Regions from separate parts of the Pan troglodytes genome. Here region 2 is linked to region 1. Evidence: chromatin contacts called from public Hi-C data. All regions are on one chromosome and are shown on one strand. Each heading gives the region's core, a stretch centred on a gene start, on an enhancer-like site or on the middle of the called end of the contact. The rest is flanking DNA. Distances are from core to core; before and after follow the strand shown.

Region 1 (3,337 bases), core at 100-2,599:
AGTAACCTAAATAATGGAATTTGCAAAATTATTATATTGCCGTATCTGAGATGTTCCATCACAAGTTTCTACACTGGTTTCTTTTGAAAATTTAAAAAGATTTACGAGATACATTTTCTAGGATATGATTTTTTTTTTTTTTTACGAAAAGCTTCATCTTCTGTAGACTATCCTTAATTTGTATTTTGAAATGGTAAAAATTGATATTTTAGGAGACCAGGAAGTCTCCAAGCCCTTCCCACTCTCTGAACTCCAGTAGGGTCTGTGATGTCCCAGGCACCAGTAGCAAGTTGGATGTGCAGATACGCATAGGCAGGTCCCATCCTTGAGGACTTCAGAGTCCAGTAAAAGGCAGCAGAAACATGGGCTGTTGCCTAAGAGGAGAAAGCGTAGCCACAGTAAAGGCTATGCCAGAAAACTCCTAGCAAATGCTCTATGTTCTTGGGAGAGGGCACATTGTTTTTGTTTTCTCTCCTATAGTTCCTGTAACTGCTGGTTTTGAGAATATAGTAATCATTTTTCCCAGAGGCAGATGACCACCTTAAGGTTCTTTAGCTGCAAATCCTCTAGGTTGAAGTTTGCGTGAAATAGTCACAGTGATTTTGAATAGTAAGGGATCCAGTTGCCTTTTGAACCTTCCCTCACAGGGATGAGAGAACAAGCCTGTGGAGGTTGTGGAGCTACTGGTAAACAACTGTCAGGGCCCCAGAAGGCTGATGTGGAGGCCTGGGGATACATTTCATCTAATAAAAGTATTATTAGGTATCAGTATCAGTAATAAAAGTATTATAATAAAGTATCAGTAATAAAAGTATTATAATAAAAAGTATTATTAGGACAGGTAAACTCATCCATCTACTGTGAGCTGCTGGCTTGGAGAATGACTTTTGAGGAGCCAGTTTCCTGAGGAGAAATGCTTTTATAAAACACTCATTGCTTTGTAAAAGGAGACAAACAGATCCTAAATGACCACTCCAGGGTTGCTGATTTTGTTTCTGGCTCATGTCTGCCTAGTAAACCACCAGCAAGCTGCTCAACCAGGCTGGAAACAACATTGTTGCAACTGGGAGGGACATAGAGTACTGTGAAAGCAGCGTTCCAACACATCTTCACTTTTACAAAGGGATAGGCAGAGACTTCCAACATAGAGGTTCTTAAACTTCGAGGGGTTACAACCCCCTTGCAAATATTTTTATAGCTATGGACCCTCTCCTCAGATCTACAGCCAGCATTTTCAGTGCACCTTAGGAGGTCATTTTAGTCCACGCCTCTGAAAAAGCTGCACTCCAACGGCTGAAGAGCAAGCCACACGGCAGAGAATGGGGCTCCCTTTGCCTTCATGAAAGCTACTTCCCCCAACACTAAGACTCAGCTGTACGTTTGCTTAGCTCAGTCACATTTACATTCTTCTGGGTGAACTGTACCTTTTGAGTACCTGCCTTCATTTTCTAGAATCAGACCTAACAAGGTCAGTAGAAGCCTGGGCAGCAGCGGCCCTGGAAAGACCAGGCAGCCAGCATGAACTGCTGTTCTCTCCCTAACCACAAGGCGTCATCTTCCTCCAGGGTCAAGTAATTGTTCTTGTTCCGCCTCACAGGAATGTGGGGAGGAAGGACGTAACGCTATAAAATGCTGCGTCCTACCTTACACTTGTACTGTGAGAAAGCTGGAAACTTCCACCTGTACAGTGGGTCTGGTTTGCATGTTTAGTTTCATTTGTGGGAACTGCTTGTCCAAGAGTGAGCTCAGGTCAGGGCAGTTTGTGCCTATGAGAATTAGCTCAGCTATCAGGCAGGTTTTTAGACACCTTTTTAAAATGTGCTCGTGTTTGGTTTGTTTTGCTTACTGTCAGTCCTGGGTCAATCAAAGGTTTGTAAGGGTGAGAATTTTTATGCACTGCTATATCGCAAGTGCTTAAAACAGAGACTGGCCCAGATGAGGCATTCTTCAAATGTTTGTTGAAATGAATGGACAAACTCTTAGGATAAATCCTAATTTGTTGGCAACTGTTATTTGATTTTAGAAGGCAAACTGATTTTATTTTAGAAAGGAGAAGGGGAGGGGAGGCTCGTTAGCCTCTTGGTAGAAAGAGGACTATTTCTGCAAATGAATAGGTTTCCACTTTAAGTAGTGACAGTCCTTAACTTCTTATTATGGAGTGAGTCTTGACCGCTTTCCAAGTTCAATACAAGTTCAAGATTGCCTCTCAGTGATTAGGGAAATTGAAGCTTTTAAAGCTCCTGGTCTCTGTAATTCCTCAGAATAAACCTCTTTAAAAGGGATATTGATGGAAATGTACAATTACCAGTAATTGAGGTTTTATCTGAGGGGATGGAGATGATGAAATGGTTCCTTCTTGGAAGTTGTTGGCATTTTGGCTTTATTTTTCACAAATAAAGTGAAACCATTTAAAACGATTGACAATGATTATATAGTGCCATGTGGAATACAATAGATATTAATTTGTGGTTGGTTTTTCTGCCTGCTTTAAATGAAATGTATTATGTTTCTGGGTTCCTCTTTTAGCTGTAAAAATACTTCGTCACTAAAGCATGAAATGTAATCAGCAATTGTTCTTCAAGTTCCTGAAAGCTATAAAAGTTTCTCATGACTTGAGTGGTTTTTTCCCTGCCCACCAGAGGAGAAAGCCCTTGTAGAATTCTGCAGTGTTACAAGTGTTCCCTACAAAAACTGAAACCATCAGCTCCTCTTTAACAAGTTGGCTTTTTAAAAGCATGTAATTACAATTTAATGGTATTCTGTAAAGTGGTGCTCTAGGCATAATTTAAATTCTTTTTAATGACTATATTTCTTCAAAACTTTGAAAGAAAAATGTGTTCTTTTTGCTGCATCCTTTGTAAGAAGACTGCCAACAGATGAAAAAGGACTTTACAAATTAAGACCATCTTGGTTTCATTTCCACAAAGATGAGAACAAATCATGGTGTTAGGAAAGGATCCTTAGAAGAACACAAGAATTTGAAAGCCCTTGGTGGTTATCACTACTATATTTCATATTTCCCCAGAAGTCACTTAGCCAAGCTCTGCATTTTGAGCCTGCTGACTTTCATTTAAAAGGAATGAAAGGCTGAAAATCCAGGCTGCTGTGTCTGTAGATAAAGGTCAAACCATGTTTGAGTTCCTCACTGTTGTGTCCACCTAAATAAAACTGAGTAAGTAATGAAAAATGTCTTAATATTTCTTGCCTTCCCTTTAGGGAGAGTCATTTCGTGGAAGATGTAATGGGAGATGCATTCCAAAATGTCTTGAGGCTCATTGCTGTCTGCTGGAAACATAAAATTCCATAGGCTTCATGCTGCTTGCTAAAATCCAGCTGG
Region 2 (3,388 bases), core at 27-2,526, 320 kb after region 1:
GCCTCTCGCTCTGTCTCTCTCTCTCTCTATAGATAGATATAGATAGATATCTCTCTACAGAGAGAAAGAAAGAGAGAGCGATCTCCTGCTTTTGCTATGTGAGCTGCCTGTTCCTCCTTTGCCTTCCACCATGATTGTAAGTTTCCAGAGGCTTCACCAGAAGCCAAGCAGATGCCAGCATCATGCTTCCTGTAAAGCCTGAAGAACTGTGAGCCAACTAAACCTTTTTTCTTTATAAATTACCCAGTTTCAGGTATATAGCAATGCAAGACTAGCCTAATACAATTGTCATAGTAATGTAAACAAATATTACTCTAGCCAAAATTTCAATTTATCTATAATGGGAGTATAAAGGAGCAATAAGTATATGTGACACAGGGGGTATGAAAGAGAGAGAAATCTCGTCTTTCATCGTAGGAAATCAACATGATATCTAAAATTGAAAAACATAAAAAGCAGCAATATAAGGATTTGGTATTAAAAGTGTTTGGCTCTGGGGTACAGTGGGGACAGAAGAGGTCTCCTATATTTGGTTGCAAGCCTTGTAAAACGATTTAATACTATAAAACAATGCACATTCAACTTCCATAAAATTAACACCACAACGTAATCCATTTTTAAGGCCTGCAAAACCAAACCAAGACAAAAGCAACCTTATGCTCCAAATAAAACCCTGAATTTTTCTACTTGCTCTTCAAATTAAAATTTGCTGAATTTAATTTCATCTGTAAAGTTAGTTATTAGTTTGTTATTTTGTGAATACAAAAGAGCTTGGAAACTACAATGTGCTTAATATAATAATTCACAACGTGAAAGTTGGGAATCCTCAATATTTACTTATTCAATCACGTTGCGTGTGCGTAGCAGGGAGCAGGACGCGACAGGCACAAGGCTGCGTGAAACCAGCGACGGTGCCTTGCACTCACCTGCACACCGGTTCCACTTCTAACTTTTCTGTTCTGGGCAGTGGTCTATTCTGTCGGCTTGGGACCAGACTTCTGAGTCCACATTCCAGCGGTGCCGCTTCCTAGCTATGAGGCCTCATGCAGTTTCCTTCGCTTTTTCTGAATCTCGGATTCTCTGGGAAGAGTAAAGCCTCTCTTGCCGAGCTCTTGTGAGAAATTAACAAGAAATTAACGAGAAATTAATGGAAAGTCCTTTGCTTTGGTCAATGATAATAATAACCCCAGCCCCATAACTTCAGCACCTTCTTTGGCGCGCGGGATACCTAGGGCCTCGGAAGGCCGGCTGGGGGCGGGGAGAATCGGCAGTCACTATGGCAACCCGAGACGCCTCGCATGCTGTGCTGCCTGCGACTGAGCTGAGAAGGAAACCGTGCCCAGGGCTCTCGGAAGACCGCTGCGGCATGACAGGCGAGGAGGCGGTGGTGGTGACCGCAGTGGTGGCGCCCGAGGCGGGTCGCGAAGAGAAGCAGCCTCCTCCGCCAGCAGGGCTGGGGTGCGGGGCGCGCGGGGACCCCGGCCGCGGCCTCCTAGAGCACGGCCAGCAGTGTGAGTTCAGCTCCAGCCGCGGACGCTACTGGGAGGAGGGGCGTGGAGAACGAGTGACAGGGCAATTGGGGGAAACCGCAGTGGGACTGGCTGAGAAGGTTTGGGGCAGGGGAGGTGGAGCTGCTGCTTTTGGCAGAACCAGTGATGATGGCACTGTGGCAGAAAGCATAGGTCCATCTTTCCAAGCCCTCCTTCCCGATAGCCTGCCTGAATTCAGGGTCTGGGCATCAGCTCCAATTTAATCGGTAGTGGCGTTATTCTGAAAGGAATTAACACACACACACACACATTTATATGTATACCATTTTATATACACATTTGTATATGTATATGTGTGTGTATGTATGTATGCGTAGACACCCTTAGAAACACGCAGCTCATTTTGCCAGTTATTTCATTTTACAGATGAGGAAATTGAGATCTAGACCAGAGGAAAGAGACTTGCCACAGCCAGTCAGTGCAGGCGAAATACTAAAATCACTTTTAACTTCCATCTCTTGGACTCTCAGTCTACAATTACCCAATCCTTTTAGAATCTCATAATTATGGGCCACATTTTAACGCACTGTTCTTTGCTCTCTGCCCTGCCAAACACACAATATTCAAATAGGTAAGGACAGTTCTGGCCCACAGCCATAATGGAAGTGGTTGTAATTTGAGTCCTAGCCAGGCTGTTATTCACCCATACTGTTTCATGAATTAACAGATATTTCATAGCCTCTTGCACCCCCAGGTCTTCAGTAGGTGCTAAGGAATGATGGTGAGAATAATAAGTCAGAGGAACAGAGTAGTTTCCAGCCTTCCTGCAGCACCTTCTTGATTGCATCTCTGGAGAGCAGACTGGGTTTCTCCAAGGTTCCTCTGCACTGGGAGGCCCCAGGAGGGAGGGTTGGGCTGAAGCACCTCCGTACTTGTGCTTGGTGGACCACACACTCTCCTCCCCAGGGACCTCATCAAGAAGTTACAGAACTACTCCCTCCTGGTGAAAGAGGCCTCTTCCCCGGGCATCAGCTCCAGTATGACTATGAAATGTCATTCCTTTTGTTACTATTATCAGCAGCATGCAGAGGCCTTGCTTAGAGCACATAAATTCAGTATACTTGGGTAATGGAGATTCTTTACTCCTACTTAAAATTATCATGATTATTATTTTTTTTAGATAGCTCTGTTGCCAGGCTGGAGTGCAGTGGCATGATCTGGGCTCACTGCAACTCAGCCTCCTGGGTTCAAGCAGTTCTCATGCATCAGCCTCCTGAGTAGCTGAGATTACAGGCACACACCACCATGCCCGGCTAATGTTTTCGCATTTTTAGTAGAGACAGGGTATCGCCATGTTGGTCAGGCTGGTCTTCAACTCCTGGCCTCGAGTGATCCGCTCGCCTCAGCCTCCCAAAGTGCTGGGATTACAGGCATGAGCCACCGCGCCCAGCCTCCTACTTCAAATTCTATCAGGAAACTTCCCCATTAAAGATGCTAGTATCTAAGTTTCTTTAGTCCTGTGGCTCTAGGAGTAAAAGGTGGGATTAACATTCACTCATCAGTTTAACATATTGAGTCTTTATTACATGCCAGGCATTCCACAAGTTTCAGGGAAAGAACTAATGACGTAAGGCAGGTGTCCAAACTTTCACAAGCTCACAAAGTTGGGGTGGGAAAATGAAAGAGTTCCTGCCTCAGCCTCCCTCAGAACCTCCTTTTAGGGCCTCAGCCTAAGTAGAGACAGGCTGTTCGCACAAGCACAAAGTACTCAGTCAATTTTTCAAATGTCTGTAATTATTGGAAAAGTCTTCAGTCTCTTTACAGCTTCTATTCCCTAATCACAGGCCTGTTCTCAAACACGAAGTGTGGTTGTTTGCCATGTAAACATCCTTGAATTA

Evidence for each region. Hi-C and Micro-C count contacts between places; a contact is called where the count stands out from the background.
Region 2: a contact with region 1 is called in a Hi-C map of a lymphoblastoid cell line, with 4 times the contacts expected there. The contact joins the promoter of C11H11orf97 here to the enhancer-like site in region 1. A contact is called at or near these places in 5 of 7 Hi-C or Micro-C datasets (blood, induced pluripotent stem cells, a lymphoblastoid cell line and 1 more), 1 of 1 datasets of contacts at active chromatin or transcription factors (stem cell-derived excitatory neurons) and 1 of 1 other capture datasets (stem cell-derived neural stem cells).

Annotation. Positions count from the first base shown.
Region 1 is chr9:96,289,207-96,292,543 of NHGRI_mPanTro3-v2.0_pri, forward strand. PANX1 (pannexin 1) reads left to right here. Exons shown (of 5, transcript XM_522150.8): 5 at 1-2,417. Among named protein-coding and RNA genes, the nearest start is that of PANX1, 57 kb to the left of the region's middle. Within about 2 kb of position 1,350, at least 6 of the 24 cell types and tissues checked have an H3K27ac peak or open chromatin away from gene starts, as enhancers often do. A contact at or near this core is called in a lymphoblastoid cell line, where this site is marked.
Region 2 is chr9:96,611,035-96,614,422 of NHGRI_mPanTro3-v2.0_pri, forward strand. C11H11orf97 (chromosome 11 C11orf97 homolog) reads left to right here and starts at 1,277. Exons shown (of 4, transcript XM_001138466.6): 1 at 1,277-1,511. The coding sequence starts at 1,277.